2 separate regions of the Rattus norvegicus genome follow, and region 1 is linked to region 2. Evidence: chromatin contacts called from public Hi-C data. All regions are on one chromosome and are shown on one strand. The core of a region is the stretch at or near the end of the contact, and the rest is flanking DNA. Distances in the headings are between cores, read along the strand shown. Region 1 overlaps Zfp407 (zinc finger protein 407). Region 2 holds the start of Ptgr3 (prostaglandin reductase 3).

Region 1 (5,605 bases), core at 2,308-4,807, 330 kb after region 2:
GTTAAATATATCTCCCCCCTCCATAGGTTAAATCTACAAAGAGGGCTGATTACATATCATTTTTTTAAAATTGGGATGATCATCAATACATTTATATATTTAAATGCTCTCAAAGTCGGTGGGATGGTGTAGGAGGTATGTGTTCAAAAGCAAGAATCAACGCTGAACAGCTACAGAAGAGCTTATGAGAATATATTAACCGAATAGCAGGCATACAATCAGCAAATTATTCATATTTTAACGGATATTTAGTGGGGTGATAATTACTTCAATGTCAACTTTTATACTGTTATATAACTTATATCCTGCCCCTACACGTATGTATTTACAACCTGCATGCTATGTGTTAGCCTTTGTGTGTACTCACTATAGAAGGTTACCACGTACAGAACACTCTCCTGTAACTAGTGTGCTGTTTGAGCCCCACTGGCCCTATCACATACAAACACCTCACCACCCTCTAAGAACTCTGTGATCCAAGGGCTGCTTGTGTTTGTTTAAGACCCTCAGCTCTGCTGATGTGTGCTGAGCTGAGGGACTCCACCAAATCCAGCTACCACCTTTGGATCTGATTTCACAACTTCTGCAGTGTTCCCTCTGCCTAGAATACAATCTGATACACTCCTTCTCATCACTCAAGTTTTTACCAAGAGCGCCTCAGGACACATGGGCTCTCTAGACTATGTCTTATAATAACATGCCAATGAAATTATTTCAAATACAGTTTTTGACAAAGCTGCCTCATAATCGTCTGTATAAAAATCACCACCCCTTTGCCCATAAGTCACTTCCTGCCCGAGTGCAGTATCTGTGTCCCGATGGAGGCCTCTGCTTTAGAAATGTGTGCCCACTTACTAGTTTTTAACTCCTGTGACAGTACGGAAGCCACAGAAAACTGATTACTGTACTCCCTACTAGAATTCAGATGTGTTGCCGAAGGTTTGCTTTCAAAGTTTCATTCCCAGAATAGCAAGCACTGTTGGGGTGCGGGGGGGTGGGATACGCTTCAAAAGCCAGGCCTAATGGGAGCACCCCAGGCCACGGGAGGAGGGAAAGTGGAACTCTGCCTGAGTCTTCCTTTCCTAGGTGCTCCCTAGATAACTGGGTGAGCTGGTCACTTGGCTTTCCACATTGTCCAAAGCAAAGGATCCATTCATTTGATCTTAGACTGGAATTTCCTTACTTATATGTCAAAATAAACATTTTCCTTCTTACAAGTAACTCTTCGTGGGTATTTTCTGTAGTGACCGAAAGCTAACACGCTTAGCATTCCACTCCTAAGACTTGAAAGCATCTGAGCCTGTGACACTGCATTACCACTGCACTTGAAGCTCGGGTGACGTAGTACAGAACATGCTGTGGGTATGCGGTCCTCATGCATGCCTGGCATACATTTAATTACTCCTTATGGGTAATTTCTAAGGACATGTGACTCCTGTGCACTGACTGGTAACTGCATTGGTGAGTATGTCATTTAGCAGGTATATAGAGGACTAAAGTGGCACTGTCAAGGTTTAAGCCCAGGCACACATCTTAACAACCCCTGAGGATACGTTATTTCCTATCATTTATTGTTTATCTGAAGGCCCAGCAGCCTACATTTACAGTCGTGGCTTTAACAGAAGACTGCACAGGGGCAGCTGGAACACAGACATACTTGAGCCTAAAACAGTGGCAGTGTGACTGCACAATCACACAGTTAGAGGGACATGGGTCATGTCTCAGGGAGGGGACAGAAATCCTAAGCATATCCAGGAACTGAGAGCTCAGCCAGCATATTTAAAACTATGTCCACATAGTTTTCTTCATAGACAAAAACATCTTAAAGTTCAGGATCAAAATTTTAAATGATTAAAAAGATTTACCTCAATGGAAGATGGGAAAAATTGTTAGAAGCAGGAAAGTCTTCGTGATGTGAACAATGATCAGTCTTCCAGCAAACAAGAAAGCATGGGAGAGAGAAAGGCTGAGGACAATTACAGTCACCAGAGGAAATCCCAGCAGATGGAACAGAAACAAAGTCACCTCCACCCCATCCATACCAGCAAGAACCCCTACTTGAACGTAAGAAGTCGGATCCAAAATATTTTAATTAAGATGAGACAAATGCTACAAGCAAACTGGTGTGCTCGACTGTCCAGGAACAGACATCCAAGCAACACACAAAAACAAGAGGAGACATATCTATATTCCAAAAATTCCACAATTAAAGAATAGTCTTAAATGTCCCCTCCCTTGCTTATGAAAATCAGCGGCTGGAGAGAAAGCAGAATAAACTGTGGCCATCAGGAAGGTAACAGAGCTAGACTGAAAAGGACACTCTGTTGTCACTAGTAACTGTTTGTATGGAAACTTTAGAAAGGAGGTTTTTATCACTTCACTGTACAGAGAGGAGTATAAATCAACCAGTGTGACAGATCAAACAAGAAACTTAGGAGCAGAAAAATTTTCAGAAATACACAAAGTTTTAAATTATTTATTTAGGTTTAAATCTGGTAAAATGTAATCAAAGATTTTTAAATGACACAAGAAGATGAAAGAAAGATTATTTTCATTTCAGTAATTCTGATGTAAAGCTTAAGTTAAAAGAAGAAAAGGACCACCTTCATCATGATGGGTGACTGTGTTCCAGAAAGGTCTTTCATCATACGAAATGCACTTCCTATAACATAACAGAACCTAACATCAGGAGAAAGAGGTCATTTTTAAAAGTAAACTGTTGTTGTAAGGTAACTTTTAATTTGTGCACATAATGTAAATTGCAGCGGTGGATGAATGCCGGGTCACCGAGACAACGGTAGCAGAATTCAGATGTGACCCGGCAGCCCAGGTGTTCAGGAAAAGTGCTGTTAACAGTGAGGATTGATGATCTAATCAAACTGTCACAGCCAGATCCTCGGCAGGGTGGGTGGAGGGAGGTGGAGGAGGATAATATTCAGAAGGCAAGCACATGCTTAGTGTTACTTTCAATTGATGCTGACATTTTCAATTGTGAAAAGAAATTTTTTCCTAAGTAATATAGGAAACAACCCAGCTAACCTTCCGGAGGGCATCGGATAATCATGGTTGGTCGGTGTGCAAATGCTAACTTCTCAGAAATGTGAGCACATTTGAAACACAAATAATAGGACATTTCCGAGATTTACTGCAGTAATCAACATTTTAATTACTTTCTGTTTTCTTAGATGTACAGTACAATGCCATGAATATTCTCCCTATGTACAAGCCAAGCCATATTTTTACCCTGGTATTTGCATCTGGTATAGAAAAATTCCCTTAAGAATACAAATAAACAAGAGTCACATGCTGATTAATCTAGAACTTCTAAAGTCACATGTTAATTAGGGTAATTAATATGCTCTTCCACAGCGACGCTATACATTTGTCATACAGCATGCCCACAGAAACTGTGACTGGACAGTCAGCTCTAAAGCACAGTGGCCAACTCTGAAATAGCGAGAGCGGCTTTTGTTTGTTTTAGTGCAGGTTTGTTCCTTTGCACACTGGGGGCTGCATTCAGGAATCATATACGCTCTGCACTCTGAGCCCTACACTTGTTCTTTGTTGTTCCTTGGGTTTCTCCATCCCTCATTGGATGTCTCTGTCTACTCAGAACACTGCTAGACTGGCATGCAAATGTGTGACCCACAAAGAATTCAGGGAGGCAAAGAAACATTCTCCGTCCTACAGACTTTTTTCTTTTGGATAGTAAAATATGTTCAATACGAAGTGAAATGATTTCTGGACCTCATCTCATTACAGTGACTGCAGTGACTAAAAGTACTCGGCCTGTGGACTGTGAGGTAGCACATGTGACCCTTACTCTGTTTTCTTGGCATCTTCCTGAGCTTTTGATATGCACCCTTTCTTTTTCCCTCTGCAGCCAAAGACAATCAAGCTTGCTGAACTGTTTTTCCAGGCACATGATAAAGCATTCTCAGGAAAACTTCTCTCTCCATTATTCCTGACCTTTGTGAAACTGTGCCCAGTAAGAATTAACATTGATAAAAACCGTATGATCCCTGTCATTCATGGCAGACACACGAATCCAAGACAACACAACACAGCTTCCCTAATTGTTAAGACATATAAAAGTAAAAAACAATAGTAAGAATACAGAACATTCTTTTTCAAGTCAAATTAGACCTTCATACAGTCCCTGTAAAACTGAACCACTCTTTCAAGCATGCTTTTAAAATTGTTCTAATAAAATCTCATGAGCTAACAAAACAAAGTAAAACACAGAAAGCAATTCAGAATATCAGCTTCAGTAATGCTAATTTTTACAAGAAAAGAAAATCGTGCATTTTTGTTTGTTTGATTTTCTGAGACAGCTTCACTCTGTGAGCCAAGGCCTAAGAACCTCTGTGGAGGGCGGCCAGTATTACAGAGGTTCACTACCATGCCCGGACATGTTGCATCTTTAACACAAACTTGAGTTAAGCCTTGCAGTTCTTTTATTGCATAGAACTCCCATGGGAGCTGAAGGTGTCCAGGGTTTCAGTACCAGCCTGACAGAGGCAGATCCAGGAGCAGAGGGTAACACTCTAGGACACTCTTGCAGCCATTGTAACCCTAGGATCAGCAGACACTGGTTGTCATTAACTCCACAGGGGAGGGGATCCCCAAGGGCTCATCATAACTCTGTGATAACCTGAAAAGCACATAGGAAGCATTCCCACAAATGCCTGTCCTGGAGCCTGCATTTGACTCTGACAGGAGACACAGGGCAAAGACTCACACAACACAAATGGGGGAAGATAGGCCTATCCCTCACTAACAATCAACCATGAAGCATCAAAACAGCCTCATGTTAATTTTTAAAAGAAGGCTGGTATTATTCTAACAGTTCCAAATATATACTTTTTAAATTCTGTAAGGCCTCAGATACTTTATAATTCTGACACCATGGGAAAGTTAAAAACATTTAGAAAAAAGAAAAAGACTTTTAACCTTTTCTTCCCACTGAGTGACTGGTGGCCAGCTTGGTGACAGAGCACAGCTGTCACAGTTGTTGCTTCTTTGTACTTCATGACTTATCACAAACTTAAAGTACTCAGCTTTGCCTGGCATACCCAGAGCTCAATAAAGTATGTGGAGAAATTATATCAGTAAACATAAAGACATACAGTATGAAGTAAAGTTTATCTTTCTACTGTACAGACATAGAACACATGGTAAAAATGCTCATTAAAGTCCTGCTTTAGAGGATGGGGGATTCATATGAACTCACCTGAAGCAGAAACAATTAAAGATGCTTTTGAAGTTCAGTGTTTTCACACTCTACCACATACATACACATTTATTTTAATGCCACCTCTCTCCATTACACACAAAAAAAGACTGTCCAGCACTGCCAGTGAAATGTGACACCACACACAAGCCCGAAACAGAGTAGCCTTTGGTGCCAGCTGTGTCAAGGACACTAGGGAAATAACTTAGAAAAGATGAATGCATGGCACTGTTTACTTAGCAAGAACTTACAAACAGTGTCAATGTTCACAAAACAGCAAATCATGGCAGCACAATACAGTACACAATAGACTGGGCCATCCAGTTAACCAAAAATCTGTATTTATGAACTGGTGGACAATAGGCACAAGAA
Region 2 (5,722 bases), core at 227-2,726:
TCGGAGCTAAACAATATGACACAGAAAAGAAATCTTAATACAGCATAACATAAAAGATTGCACGTTGCAGGAAGACATTCAGGGGGCTGTGTTGTAATGCACTGGCTGATCTCGGGCGGAACCCATGAGTCCTAAGTCTAGTCAGGCAGACATCAGTTCCTGCAGATTCTTAAACCTGTTAGCTCCCCTCCCCCGCGTGTACATGCATACACACGCGCCCACGTGGATCTGAAACACTCTTGGGTGAAACACGTCCTACATTTGAGGGAAAAAAATACCTGTTTCACTTATGCACCCTTAGTCTGGGGGGGGGTAGACTTGATTGGTGAGGGACGGTGTGGCTTTTGTATTTCTGCAACTCAGAGGTTAAGTGGAAAATGGAAGATATTTTTAAATTAAAATGAACATCTAAAATATAAAGATGGACTTAGCTCATCACAAAAATGTCCGGAAATATTTAATGTTGACCTTATTTAAAAGGGTGAATAATCTGGTCAGTGGGCACAATTAGCTAAAAAATGGCACGATAGAAAGATCTTTCTAGATGCGTGAGAAAACGAAGTCTTCAAAGATCATCACAAAGTCTCCAATTCCGCTGAGCCCCTCAGCGGGCCCCACCTAGAACTTTAAAATGCTTCTACGCTCTGGGAATTCGGCCATCTAGCTCTGTATGTGTGTTCTCTCCCAATGGGAAAGCTGTAACAGTCTTGTGGAGCTACTTAAAACATCCATGGAAAAACACGAAATCTAGGCCAAGATAAATAAAATGGCTTAGTTCGTGCAACTTGCACGGGACAGACCGAGAGCACAGCGAGCGGCGCGCTCGGAGCACGGGAGGCCTAGGCCCAGGGTGCACCGTGCACTGAGCGCCCTCGGCCCGCAGGAAGGCGCTCGTGCGCGTGCACCAGCGCCCCGGCTCCCCGCCCGGCCCAGGCCCGGGCCCCGGCCGTGCCCCGCCGCCCCGGCCGCGCTCGGGGTTGATTCGTACCACCTTGCAAGGAAGTGAATGCTTCGCACGGGAAGGGGAGGCGCCTGCGCCGGCCGCCGGCCGCCTTGTCGCTCAGGGACGCTTGGGCTACGGCGGCGGCGATCGCCAGGGCGCTGGCCCTTTAGCTTGGCGCCCCCCGCCCCCGGTGGAGGAATCAAATCCCATCGCAGAGCGTGCGGAGGGTGGGGGATATCCGGGGCCTCTCCCGCGCCCGGAGGAAAGGGGAGGGCGGAGGAGATCCTAGGCCAGTGTGAGCCGAGCGGATTCAAACCAAAACAAAAAGATTAAAGGAGCAGCGGCTGCGGCTGCGGCGGCCGCGGGGCCGGGCAGGGATCCTAGGGTGGCGCCCGGGTTCCGCGGGGGCTGCGGCGCACGGCCGGGCCGGAGGGCGGGGGCGGGAGCCAGGAGGCGAGGGGAGGGCGGGAGCCTAGGGGAGGGCGCGGGCCGGAGGAGGGGCGGGCCCGCCCGCGCGGAGCCGAGCGGAGCCAAGCGGCCGGGACTGGGCGCGACCCGGCCCAGCGTAGGCGCAGGAGCGGGCGGAGCCGATCGTGGGCAATGCTGAGGCTGGCGACCGCCGGGGCCCGAGCCATCGTGGACATGTCGTACGCCCGTCACTTCCTGGACTTCCAGGGCTCCGCCATCCCCCGAACTATGCAGAAGCTGGTGGTAACCCGGCTGAGCCCTAACTTCCACGAGGCCGTCACCCTGCGCCGGGACTGCCCAGTGCCGCTCCCCGGGGACGGAGACCTCCTCGTCCGGAACCGGTGAGCCCGGCGCGCGACCCCGTCCCGGTCCCCGGCCCGCGCAGCTGGGCTCCCGGCTGTCCCGGGTCGCCTGCCTGCCCACACTGCGGCGCGCGCTCGGGCGCACAGCCTGACTTTGCGAGATCCCAGGAAATTGAACCCGCCGCCATCTGGCGAAGGCGAATGTAATGTGACTTGCTGGTGTGAATACCCGATGCCACCAAACGTCCTCTTATCTGGGGGTTATTTTAATTTGGGATTCTCCCCTCCCCCAGCCGTTCCTCCTCCCCCTCCCGCTCCCTAAATAAAAACGACGGGACCCAGAAAGGGAGGCTCCCCACCCGGCCCACCCGCGCGCACCCACGGTTCCTGCGTTGCCATAATTTTTAGTGGAACAGCAACAGCCTGGACACACATTGCGACGTTTAGGTAAACGTGCTTTGGAGGAAGGGGGCCCATGTTTGGTTTGCTTTTTCCTGTCCCCTCCTCGTATTGGTGGAGCTTGTCCTTGGGTGTGTTGGTGTGCACCTAGTCTGCGTGTTGTCAGTGCCATCTGACTGTGCTCTGTCCCCTGAGTGCAAAGCGGGGGCGTGCACCCGGCAATTGAGCCAAGGTTGGGCGGGGGCATGGCTGCATTTGCCTGAATGCGTTGCAGACACTCGGATGGCACACTGGTTGTTGCCAGACTGACTGTTTAACCCAGGCTATCCACCTTAATGGTTTTCCACATCGCTAATCTTTATTAAGGGGTGAAGCGGAGGAAGTGTGGGGCTTCGCTGTGCTCGGTCCAGGCCATACCACACTGAGGTCTGCTCGGAGCGTCCTCTCAATGCTGGACTGTCAGGGTCTTCTCCTCTGTGCCATTTCACTTTCTGGGTTCCATTCGAAGGTCCCAGCATGGCGCATTGGAAGTTGGATGAAATTACGGAAGAGGAGAGTTAGTTCTGGTTGTATCCAAGCGGTAAACTCTGTACCAGAAAGTATCCTAGGTCCCCTGGAAGGGCTAAATGAGGAAACTTTTCTACTCAAGTAGCTGGGTGCGAAGATTGGTCCAGACAGTCCAGTTTAAAGATTCCTACCATCCTTCCTAACAAGACTATAGGAATGAAGAATCCTGATTGTGAAACTTTTGGGAACCTGTTGGAACCTTAGCGTTTGAGTGAGCAGTGGGTGGGATTGAGTGGAGTGCGTGGGTGGAGACTTTCTTAAAGGGTGGCGCGTGTGTGTCCTTAACACGCTTTGGCCGGCCGCGCATGGAGCAGAGGATTGCTTCATTGTGTGACGAAATGCTGAGGCTGTGGAGAATAAAAATTTGAACCCTGCCGACCTAAAAAGGGCTTGGACTGTGCTCACATAGAACATCCAGAACACACTAGTGGTTTGTGAGAAGTGGAGGTGAGAATAGACTGAAAAGCTTTCTGAGCAAACTTCATCGGAGATTTTGTTTTTTAAAGCTCCATGCCCGGCTTTCGCTTTCTTTTATTGTTGTGATTTATATAGTGTTGACTGTAAACACTAATAAACGCACACAAACTGCTTACATAAAATCCCTTGTTGAAACAGGTGTGAAATGTGGAAGGGGGTGCCACCAGGGGACAGGCTGAGAGAAGGTGTGAAGTGGGAGAAGAGTGCTAGTAACATGGAGGTGGGACTCCCGCCGCCCGACCGCCTGCCTGCCAAGGCTGCTCGCTTTGCTGGTCTGGGGGCCTCTCACCCTTGAGTTTATTTAACTCTTGGAGATCCCCCCCCCCCAAAGCTTCTTGGGTTTAGCAAGCTCCCTTTCCCCTTCTCCAAAAGTCTCACAGCAGCACCCTTGGATCCCCCAGGTCATCGAGGTTGTTCTGGAATTGAATGTTTCTTGGATCCCTGAAATCAGATTGTCGGAGAGTAGACCTGCCATTTTGGAGGAAATAGCTGTTCAGACTGTTTTAAAAATACACGTCTCTATTTTGCTTCCATGTCTGTCTGGAGCCCCTTTGGCCCAAGTGCTTTATATGAACAACTTGACCTCCAACTTCTACCTTGAATCCACAGCAGGGGAAAATGCAGGCAGAATCTTTGCCCCTCCCGTTACTGTTCAGTTATGGAGTCATTCAGCTGTAGGCAGATCCTTTTTTCTTATGAGCACTGTCAGTGTCCTTCCCTGTTTTGTTTTGGTTTTTTATTTTAAGGAGCAGGGTTTAATAATTAACCCGCAAGTTAGTTCATTTGAATACAGGGCCCACATCCTCCTAAGTAGTGCTAATTGCATTAAAATTTTATTCAGAGGTTCCCCGTTTTTAGCATAACAAAATCTTCCCTAGAATTAGCGAGTGAGCCCAAATGAATTTGTTTTGAAGGATGTTTGGAGCTTTTGTGCCCAGTGCTCTGACTTTCTTTCAGTGAACTATATCCACACCTCGTTCCTGTTAGCAAAATACATTCCTTCATTCACAAGAAGGGCAGCGCATGCAAGCTAGACATGGATTCGGGGCAGTAAAGTTTACAATGGAGGGGGAAACGTGTGGAGGTTGCACAGAACTCCTCTTGAATCAGTAATTGATGTTCCTTTATCAGTCACTACCTTACTGTCCCATGCCCCCACCCCACGCCACCCCCACCTCCACCCAGCCCTCGGAAGAGGAGACAGACTCCGATGGTCAAGTCTGCTTGGTGTGCTATTTTTGGCTTTTTCGTGAGAGTGACAGATTATTTTTCGTTTCCAAATATTCCTAACGATTTTCTGTTCAAGTGTAAGATAATGCAAAGAGTTTGTAGAAATGGCGGGGGGGGGCGTTGTGATAAACGGTTTGGTGCTCACGGGAGGGTAAAATATTTCTGCTCACTCTCCAAGCCGAGATATTCCCCCCACACACCCCAACTACTACAACTTCTTCTTCTTCTTCTTCTTCTTCTTCTTTCTTCTTTCTTCTTTCTTCTTTCTTCTTCTTTCTTTCTTCTTCCTCCCCCTCCTTCTTGTCTTCTGTCTTCTATATTTTTCTTTTGTTTTTTTTTTTTTCAAGGAAAGTGCAGCTTAGATGACTTTGTTTTGTCTCCCAGTTTTCAAGGCTCTTCTATAGTCTAAGTTTTCTGTTTGGTGTTTGTTCAAATGAAAACTTCACCCTGTCACCCTGTTCTACAATAAATGAAGCTCACCTCTTTCTGGTATGAATAACCAAGCAGCTTTAGAAGGGCACATATTTGGGAAATGCCTGCTGTGGTCCCACTTGTTTTTCGTGGAGTGCCCTGACTTTAGTTTTCACAGTGCATACTTCTCTCGACTTGCCGGGGTCCTGTGGTCATTGCTGGCACACATTTTCATGTATGGAGGAAGTGGGTACAGGCAGGGTCTCCAAGTGCATCAGCATATTTCCTGTTTTGTTTTGTTTTCTTTTCTGTGGCTCGCCTTTCTTCCCTCTTCTTCCCCTTTGAGCCCGCTGCCCTTGAACTTGGTTCTTGAGGAGCGAAATGCTTGCATTGCTTATAGTTTAAAGCTCAGGTAAGGACCAAGGTGCCAAGGTGCGTCCCAGGCGGTGGCGGGTCTCCAGCACCACGCGACAGGGATGCAGTGTCAGGAGGAGGTACCAGGTAGAGAGAGGGCTCCTAGCCCTATGGACCAAAAGACTCTAGAGAGAACACGGGACCAAAAGACAGCCGATATAGGCAATAGTTGGAACCGCTCCCCGACGACAAGTATAGGTTAGAAGAGGGTGGTAATAATAAATAAACGTGCATAAGGGTCAAGGTCATGATTTGGAAGGTTTCACTCTGCATGGCTTTTCTGGGACTTTTCCTGGGAAAAGCATGTCCGTGGGGACCGGAAGCCCAGCAACCTCGTCTCGCTCCGGATCGTGGTCATTGGTGTCTCTCCCGATGGTGGCAATGGAAAGGCCCCGTTTCCTGCACAGACCCAACCCAAAGCACCCCAATGTGGTGCGCGGCTTTCTGACCAGGGCGCTGCAGGGCCGATGCCTGCTGGAAGAAGCTCACAGGCTTGTGGGTCAGCGCCACC

Evidence for each region. A called contact is a pair of places that touch in the nucleus more often than the background predicts.
Region 1: a Hi-C map of Schwann cells shows a contact between it and region 2, with 4 times the contacts expected there. The contact joins the enhancer-like site here to the promoter of Ptgr3 in region 2. A contact is called at or near these places in 1 of 12 Hi-C or Micro-C datasets (Schwann cells) and 1 of 1 datasets of contacts at active chromatin or transcription factors (oligodendrocytes).

Annotation. Positions count from the first base shown.
Region 1 is chr18:80,055,309-80,060,913 of GRCr8, forward strand. The region is part of intron 4 of Zfp407 (zinc finger protein 407); the gene reads right to left. Among named protein-coding and RNA genes, the nearest start is that of Zfp407, 190 kb to the right of the region's middle. Within about 2 kb of position 3,558, at least 4 of the 93 cell types and tissues checked have an H3K27ac peak or open chromatin away from gene starts, as enhancers often do. A contact at or near this core is called in Schwann cells, where this site is marked.
Region 2 is chr18:79,727,806-79,733,527 of GRCr8, forward strand. Ptgr3 (prostaglandin reductase 3) reads left to right here and starts at 1,477. Exons shown (of 2, transcript NM_001106129.1): 1 at 1,477-1,752. The coding sequence starts at 1,544.